Linked DNA regions of Sus scrofa: region 2 is linked to region 1. The links are chromatin contacts, called in public Hi-C maps. All regions are on one chromosome and are shown on one strand. Each heading gives the region's core, a stretch centred on a gene start, on an enhancer-like site or on the middle of the called end of the contact. The rest is flanking DNA. Distances are from core to core; before and after follow the strand shown. Region 1 has its middle 66 kb from the start of MEX3B. Region 2 overlaps EFL1 (elongation factor-like GTPase 1).

Evidence for each region. A called contact is a pair of places that touch in the nucleus more often than the background predicts.
Region 2: a Hi-C map of embryonic fibroblasts shows a contact between it and region 1, with 3 times the contacts expected there. The contact joins two enhancer-like sites. A contact is called at or near these places in 1 of 5 promoter capture datasets (liver), 24 of 47 Hi-C or Micro-C datasets (adipose tissue, alveolar macrophages, brain and 15 more) and 2 of 2 datasets of contacts at active chromatin or transcription factors (alveolar macrophages and skeletal muscle).

The regions. Positions count from the first base shown.
Region 1 is chr7:50,816,947-50,821,244 of Sscrofa11.1, reverse strand. No RefSeq gene overlaps it. Among named protein-coding and RNA genes, the nearest start is that of MEX3B, 66 kb to the right of the region's middle. Within about 2 kb of position 2,329, at least 8 of the 83 cell types and tissues checked have an H3K27ac peak or open chromatin away from gene starts, as enhancers often do. A contact at or near this core is called in embryonic fibroblasts, where this site is marked.
Region 2 is chr7:50,909,300-50,913,597 of Sscrofa11.1, reverse strand. The region is part of intron 15 of EFL1 (elongation factor-like GTPase 1); the gene reads left to right. Among named protein-coding and RNA genes, the nearest start is that of EFL1, 66 kb to the left of the region's middle. Within about 2 kb of position 2,322, at least 9 of the 83 cell types and tissues checked have an H3K27ac peak or open chromatin away from gene starts, as enhancers often do. A contact at or near this core is called in embryonic fibroblasts, where this site is marked.

The DNA of each region.
Region 1 (4,298 bases), core at 1,080-3,579:
GCATATGGAGGTTCCCAGGCTAGGGGTCCAATCAGAACTGTAGTCGCCAGCCTACACCACAACCATAGCAACACAGGATCTGAGCCACATCTGCAACCTACACCACAGCTCACGGCAACGCCAGATCCTTAACCCGCTGAGCAAGGCCAGGGATCAAACCTGTGTCCTCATGGATACTAGTCAGGTTCGCTAACCTCTGAGTCATGACGGGGAACTCTATTCCCACCCCTTTCTTCCCAAGTTGGCTGTCGTCGGCTCTTGGCTCCACTGGACCCCTCTCTCACCATCCCTGGCTGGATGGAGAAGGAATAAGGATGGAGACATGTCCATCCTGACACGTCAGAGCCCCTAGGAGTGCCGGGAACTGTGCTAAGCATTTATGTGCACCCCCTAGTTCCCTGTATTTATCCCGAGAGGACCAGGGACCTGCCCAGGGATTGGCAAAGTCCAGATTCAGACCCAGGCCCTCCCTGCAGACTCATAAACTACGACTCTAAAACCACCCACCATGAGGCAGCCCTTGGGGGACAGGACAGAAGGGAGGTGACAACGCCAAGAGTGTTGGGGAACTAGTAGGTGCACCCCATGCCAACTCCAGATGTGGCCCAAGATGTGCCCGCGGTGTGAGTCCAGCTCAGGGTAGACGGAGCCAGGAGCCTGGGCTGGGGGGGAGGGGGTGAGAGAGGGTTGGGGGTGGGGGGCGCAGGGCCTGGGTGGCTGGGAAGGGTTTGTGGTCAGCACTTCCAGGGGAAAACACCCTCTTAATCCTATCTCGGGGACGGCATTGTGTCGCAGCCTGTCCCACGGGCGTGAGTGGAAAGACGCCCATGGACTCAACCGACCTACATCCCCTCCCCCGGGAGGGGAACGGGGACTCTCCTGAATTCTGCTGAAATGCCTGGTTTGTGGTTCTCTCAGCTGGTATACACAGTTCTGGAACTTTTTGACTTTTTAAACAAGTGTCTGTTTAAGATCTAAAACAGAGGCTCTTGGAGTTCCCTTCGTGTCTCAGCGGTTAACACAGCTGACTAGATTCCATGAGGATGCGGGTTCGATCCCCGGCCTTGCTCAGTGGGTTGCTGTGAGCTGTGGTGTAGGTGGCAGACATGGCTCAGATCCCCCATTGCTGTGGCTGTGGTGTGGGCTGGCAGCTGTAGCTCCAATTTGACCCCTAGCCTGGGAATCTCCATGTGCCGTGGGTGTGGCCCTAAAAAGACAAAAAGATTAAAAAAAATAAATAAAACAGGGGTTCTCCACTGGGGGTGATCTGGACTCCCAGGGGACATTTGCAATGTCTGATGATGCTTCTGGCATCTCGTGGGTGAAGCCAGGGCAGCTGCTAAACATCTGCCAGCTCACCAGTCAGGACCCATAACAGAGAAGTATCTGGACCAACAGCGGAGGGAGGGGAGAGAGCAGGGTGGCTCTTCCATCGTGTCTGAGTCCCGTAGCCCTCAGTCTGAGACTGGCTCTCTGTCCCGATGGGCAGGGGTGGGGGCAGGAGGCCTGACGGTAGCAGAGCCCAGGCTGCTCAAAGGCAAGGTGTGGCCTGTGAACAACCACACCTATGCCCACCTGGTGAGCCTGGGCTCCTGTGGTGCCTCCTGGGATGTTTCCAGGTGGCCTCCAGCTTTTGTGGAGCACAGAGAGTGACTGCCCCCACAGAGGACTCAGTCTTTTCAAACCCCATTGTTTCGGGGGGAGGGTCAGGGGAACTTCAACTTAGGGGTGGAATTTTCCAGTCTTTCCCTCATTGTGGTGGCAAGGAAGCCAAGGTCGGGGGAGGGGGGATGCTATGCTTCCGTGGCTGCTGGAGGGGAAAAGTATAACTTGGAAGAGTGTCATTTAAAGGACAATTCAGGAGTTCCTGTCATGGTGCAGCAGAAATGAATCCAACTAGGAACCATGAGGTTGCGGGTTCGATTCCTGGTCTTGCTCAGTGGGTTAAGGATCTGGCATTGCCCTGAGCTGTGGTGCAGCTTGCAGATGTGGCTCGGATCTGGTGTGGCTGTGGCTGTGGTGTAGGCTGGCGGCTGCAGTTCTTATTGGACCCCTAGCCTGAGAACCTCCGTATGCCGCGGGTGCAGCCCTAAAAATGACAAAAGACAAAAAGTAAATAAGTGAAAAGTAAACGATATTCAGTGGCTACATATTTGGGGGACTATGACCCAAGGGACTATGACCCATATTTTATCCCAAGGCAATATGAAAAACCACAAAATTCCCATCAAGATGACAAAAAAAATCTTACTGGCACAGCCAAGTCCTGTGCCCAGCAGCCAGCTCGACCCCCCCGCATTCTGGTGACACACGCCAGTTTGCAGCCTTTCTGGCTGACCTCAGGCCTCCAGGCTGCCTGCACTGGGTCTGAGAACCAGCGAAAGTGCTTTGACCTCTGCAAAGTTTGACGGCACAGCGGGCACCCCCCCACCCCACGACCTACCCGGAGGCGGCACCTTCCTCTCAGAACTGGTGGCAAGGGTTCCCGGAGGGCTTGGCAAGATGGGAAAAAGAAAAGACTTTCCTGGCAGGTCATCTCTCTGCTTCTCTGAAGTGCGGCTTGGGGGTCGCCTCTCCTGGGGGCTGTCATGGGCTTCTGGAATATGCCTGCAGAGCCTGGGGTCCACACGGACCTGGGTTCCCAGGCCTTGGCCTTGCATGCCATCCAGGAACAGACCGGAACGAAGGACTGAGGTTGCAGGAGAGTAAGGGGAGCTGTCTGCTTCTCTCTCTCTTCCACGCTGCTCAACATATGGTCTGAATTAAGACATCTGAGATGGTTTCAAAACACCCTGCTCTGTGTGAGGACTTTGTTTGGCTCCCGGATCCAGGAAACCCAGTGTAGAAGACATTTTGGAGATCACTGGGGAAATCTAAATACGGCCTGAGTGTGGGCTGATAATGAAAAAATGCTGGATCATTCTGTTAGATTCGATAACAGTATTTGGGTTAAGTAGGAAAGGGTCTATAAGGTGCAAATTGAAGTCTTTGACAGGAAATGGCTGTGATATCTGTAATTTACTTGGCAATACTTCTCCAAAGAATGTTATACTGTCCCCCTCACTTTTATTGTCTGCTGAAAATTTTCATAATGGAAAGTAAAAGCAAAACTAAAAGACCCTGCGAGTCTTCAGGTTCCTCATCAGAAGAAGAAAATGTTGCTTTGACTTTGAAGTCAAAGAAGAGGGATGTGGGAGTTCCCGTTGTGGCTCAGTGGGTTAAGAACCTGACTAGTATCCAGGAGGACGCAGGTTCCATCCCTGGCCTCACTCAGTGGGTTAAGGATCTGGCGTTACCCTGAGCTGTGGTTAGGTTACAGATGCAGCTCAGATCTGGCATTGCTGTGGCTGTGGTGTAGGCTGGCAGCTGCAGCTCCGATTCAACCCCTAGCCTGGGAATCTCCATATGCCCTGGGTGTGGCCCTGAAAAGACAAAACCAAAAAAATATCTCTTGCCACATAGAGCAACTGTGACAGGGCATTCACTCATTCAGCTGTTAGTCCAGTCATTCGGCAAAGGTTGGTTAAGGGTCTGTCATTTGCTGGTGTCTGTGCTGGGTGCTGGGCACACACAGTGATGAGTGAAAACAAATGCTGTCCCCATCCCTGGGGAGCATATCGTCTTGTTGGGGAGGTCAGTGTTAATCAAAGATAGATTAAAATGACAACTACATAGGAGTTCCCGTTGTGGCTCAGCTGTTTAAGGACACAACGTTGTCTCTGTGAAAATTTGGGTTTGTTCCCTGAACTGGCTCCGTGGGTTAAGGATCCAGCGTTGCCATGAGCTGTGGTGTAGGCCTGTAGCTGCAGCTCCAATGCGACCCCTAGCCCAGGAGCTTCCATATGCCATGGGTGTGGCCCTAAAAAGAAAAAGACAGTACAACTAAATAAAACAAGTATGGAAGACAAGAAAATGACCGAGCCAGGAACCAGAGTTTGGAGGGAGGAGAGGTGGGATGTGGGATGTGCAAAGGCCCTGTGGCTGCAGGAAGTGTGGCAGCCCTGAGGACCAGAGGAGGGCCAGGAATGGGAGTGGTTGGAACTTGAGAGGAAGGTGACACAAAGGCAGGGACACTTGCCCTGTGGGCTACCTCTCTCTGGTATGCAGATTAACTTGAAGTTGGCTTTCTTGTTTGGATCGGGGTCCGGTTTTTCTCCCATGTGGACTCAGCCCTCCCCCAGCTCTTCACAGTGCTTCACAGCCTTCTGAGTTTCAGACACACCCTCCACCCAACCCCTACAAAGTTGTGGACTCTGTAGCCTTTATGGGGGTTACCTCTCTCCTTACCATGGGGGGGT
Region 2 (4,298 bases), core at 1,073-3,572, 92 kb before region 1:
CATGGACCAGGTTGCCTGGAGGCCAAATATTCCAGTTTATTTTTTTTCCAGATGCATAGCTGTTGTGCCAGCATAGTTTATCAAATAAACCTTCCCCCACCATCAAGTTTTACTACCACTTCTGTCACCATTAAATTGCTGCATATGCTATAGTAGTTTGATGCTGGGCTCTGTTTTCTATTCTGATGTGTTTGGTCATCTATATTGTTTGGTTTTCATGGTTTCAATCTTTTTTTTTTTTTTTTTTTTTTTTGCTTTTTAGGGCCTCACTTGCGGTACATAGAGGTTCCCAGGCTAGGGGTCAAATCAGAGCTACAGCTGCCGGCCTATACCACAGCCACATAAGATCCAAGCCACGTCTGCAACCTACACCACAGCTCACATCAAGCACCGGCTCCCCAGACCCCTTAGTGAGGCCAGGGATCAAACCTGCATCCTCATAGATAACTAGTCAGATTCATTTCCACTGTTGCACAGTGAGAACTGCAGTCATTCTTTCTTGATCTAATTTTATGACTATTTTTCATAATTTTGGGGCTGTTCTTAGACATTTATTTCTCCATACGAACTTGAGATCATTTTATTTCATTCAAGTAAATTAAATATCTACATTGAGACGTTTTGTTTTATTTACAGAAGTAAGTTGTGGTCACCTTCTTTTATTGTAAAGCTCAATAATATAAACTAGGGGAGTTACCTTCCTAGGGGCAATCACTGCAGAGTTTAGAATGTATAGTCTAATGTGTGTTTTTCCAAACTTCTGTCCATGCATAAACATACATTCCTACATGTGCATGTTCTTTTAGTAAGAAATCGTTTTATATATGTGAATTTCCAAGTTCATTTGGGAAGAATCGACGTCCTTACCATACTGAGCCCTTTGTAGTGATGAGGAGCTTAGGAAGGGACTGTGACTTAAACTCCGCCCTGAGTTGTTCTGGCCTCCTAACTTTCTTATTACCAGGTCATTTTAGGCCATTCCGTTGTAGCAGGACTAGTCTGTTTTGGGGAGAAGCCCTTTCCAGGTTCATATCAGCTCTTTTGTCGTGGGCCCCAGGCCTGGCTGACTCCAATTGAGCTGGCTGGCAAGTAGCCAAAATTACTACTTCTGTCCCAGGGTTTTCACTGAAGACATGAAGACATCTGCCCTGTGCCTTCTTACTTGAGGGTATTTATGTGAGGTCCAAGATCTCTTATTTCTAACTTGTGGAAAGACCAGTTGCTCTCTTAGTGGCATAAATTAATTCCAGGATGCCTGGGTGACCTTTGATCTCACTCTCTTTTTCAGATTTTCTGGCATTTTGCTCCTGTGTTGACATAGTCTTTCCCTAATTCTTACCTTTCTTTGGACATTTGACTTGAGATTTGGGGGAAGTGAAGGGATATCATTGTCTTTAACAGGCCTTTCTTTCTCAGGATCCAGAGTCTCCAAAAGGGGGGAAAGAAAAGATGGAGGGTTTTTTTTGTTGTTGTTGTTGTTAGTTTTTGTTTTTTAACATGTAGTGAGCTATTGTTTGCTCTGAAAAGGCAAACCTTTGTTTGCTTGATTTTATAGCCTAGTCATTCTCTAACATACATGTATTTCATGCTTACTGTATGTCTTACCCAGGAGGTTAGATTTCTCCTGCTGGGTGTTTAATGTTAAGTTTCCAAATTATTTATAGGCCTGCCACAGTTTTTGATCCCGCGCTTGCCAATGAGGTGGCCTCATAAATGAGAAACAGCCCTAGGACTGCCAGCTGAGACCTCTAGCAAGTTGGCTCCTTCTGTGGGAACTTCCAGGCCTGAAAGTATATCCATGTAAAAGAAGGTTGAGTCAGATGATCTCTCATGATAAGCCTTTCTTTCTCTCTTAATTGCTTTTCTAAGAACCTTACTAATTAACCATATCATGGGCTTTCCTCCCTGTTTTAGTTACTTTGGTGTTCTCAGTATCCTCTTGGCCCTTCTTTCAGTGGGTTTCTTTAGGTGACATTTGGGAAGCCAGAGCTCCAGAGGCCATTTGACAGATAGGAATTACATCCCTCTAAAGATCTCTTCTCACAACTAGGAGCTTTAAAAAGGTGGTTCTCATCCTGATTGTACGCACAAGAACCAGCTGCACGTGGCTGTGCCTCAGTAGAGGTCCAGAGTGGTTTTCCTGGGCATGAAAGAAGCATTGCCACTTTTTCTAAAAACCCAAACAATTATACCAGCCCAGATTTCTGAGTAGAGCTTGAGTGGGCTAAGTCTGCTCTCTGAAGCCATCATGGTTGTTCCAGCTATAGCAAGGACCACAGCTGCCCTGAAATGAACACAAGGGGGCAGCCTTTCCCACAGATTTTCATCATATTGGAAAACAGGAACAAAGACGCATGTGAGAGCATGTGTGTGAGCCTATGCCCCGCGCCAGAGCCCCTGTGTAAATTTTGTAGCCTCTACCTCTGTGTTTATAAAGAGTATTAAGCTGTTGGGTGAGGGACATATGAGTGCCAAGTAGGTTTTGTGCTTTGCTAGACTAAAGTTTGTTAACGCAATGAGGATTCCTATGTGTAGGCACTATGACTATATACCCCCTTGCCCAGCTCAGAGTCTTGCAAACTGCAGAGAAGCTATTTTAATCATTGGAGGTTGAGATGTCTGAATCATTAAGACAAAAAAAAATTAGTTTAGCTTGCTGTTTGAATCTAAAGAGTGATTTCAAAGCAGTAATATAAATGTATTTTGGCTCGCTCGCTCTTTTTTTCTTTCTTGCTCCTGCCCGTCCCACCTCTCTTCCAGATACTAAAGGCATTGTTTCAGTTGTGTATTTTTTTCCCTTCGGTTTCCTCTTCACCCTGTAAATTGAGTTTTGACTCCATGGGTTGTTTCTGGTTGAAAAAAGTCATTGTTATGAAAAATGTATGCTGTTTCTTGGGCAGTGAAGCAGCATATAAAATATCACTAATATCTTGATCTCCCATGCAATTAGAAGCACATTGTCACTAGTTTTGCTTTATGTTTCCCAGATGACTGTTTGTTAATTTACAGCAGTTCAGCATGTAATTGCATTGATGATCATATTTCAAAGGATTTGAGTCTGTTGGTTCAAGTGCAGAATAGAAGTAAGTGTTGTTATTCCTTCGCCGTTGTATCTAAATCCATCTTATTTGACTCTGTAATGGCTGGAAGAAATCAGATATGCTTTGAAAAATCAAAGGCAAAGCCCCTCTCCCCTGGGGGTGAGAGCAGGGTAGAGAGAGGAACATTTTCTTTTAGGTCTCGACAGGGGCAGCAATTAGATTTATTGTATAATGGTTGTTTTTCTTCAGTGCCGCAAACCTTCAATTTTTCTAAAATGATAATTGTAAAGTTTCATTTTCGAAACAGTTTACGTAATCAATGTCATTATATTTGCATATTTTTCATTAACCGATACTAATAGAGATGGCACACATAGTAAATGTTCTTGAACGATATATAGAGGGATTTAACCACCATTTACTTAGTACCTGTTGCATGCCATGCCAGGTGTTCAGTGACTCAGTTTTGCTTATGTTTTCTTATTTAAGTCTCACAGCAAACTTAAGTGGTGAACTTATTATCTTTATTTGGCAGATGGGAAAGCTGAGATTGAGGTGGTTTTGACTTGTGCAACAAATGACGCTGTCCTCGCCATCCCTTAGTAGACAGATTTTTATGTTCCGTAGAGTTGTGTGGCTGAGATTATTTAGGATATTTCTGTTACCGACTCTCCTCTTTTCTGTGATCGTTAAATGAAAAGATGCTGTAGTGATTTTTGACATGCAGCTTCCTTGAATTTCCTGGTTCATGTAGTCTAGTTCTTCTTCCTATAGAAAGGGAGAGACTCAGAGACAGAATGGGTCTTCTTTAAGCCTGAGTAATGGGAGTTGAAACTAGCATCCAGGTCTTCGCTTTTATAAAGAGGAAAAACTGTGTGGTAGGACAGGAGAAGTAGTTTGGCTCCTCTGAAAAGGGAAAAGGGAGAAGCTGAAAAATGAGAATTTGTCAGTTTTACCCAGTTTGGAAAGAGAGACTATATAGAAGTGAGATAGTGAGACATCCCCCTTCCCCATCCCCAAGGGGAAATATTTGCCATTGGCCCCTGTACTTCTTCTCCGCCAGTGTCACACACCGGGGAGCCGAGACCCACCTCATCGACCCTTCACTGCCTGTGCTGCTCCCCACCTTACACTCTGTCCTTCAGTTCTCACCATGCTGAATACATCGGGATGTTAAAAACTTTATTTTCAGATATAATGGGCAGGTACCGTTATTTATGTTTAAGGTATATAACTGTAGATTTAATACATTTCTGT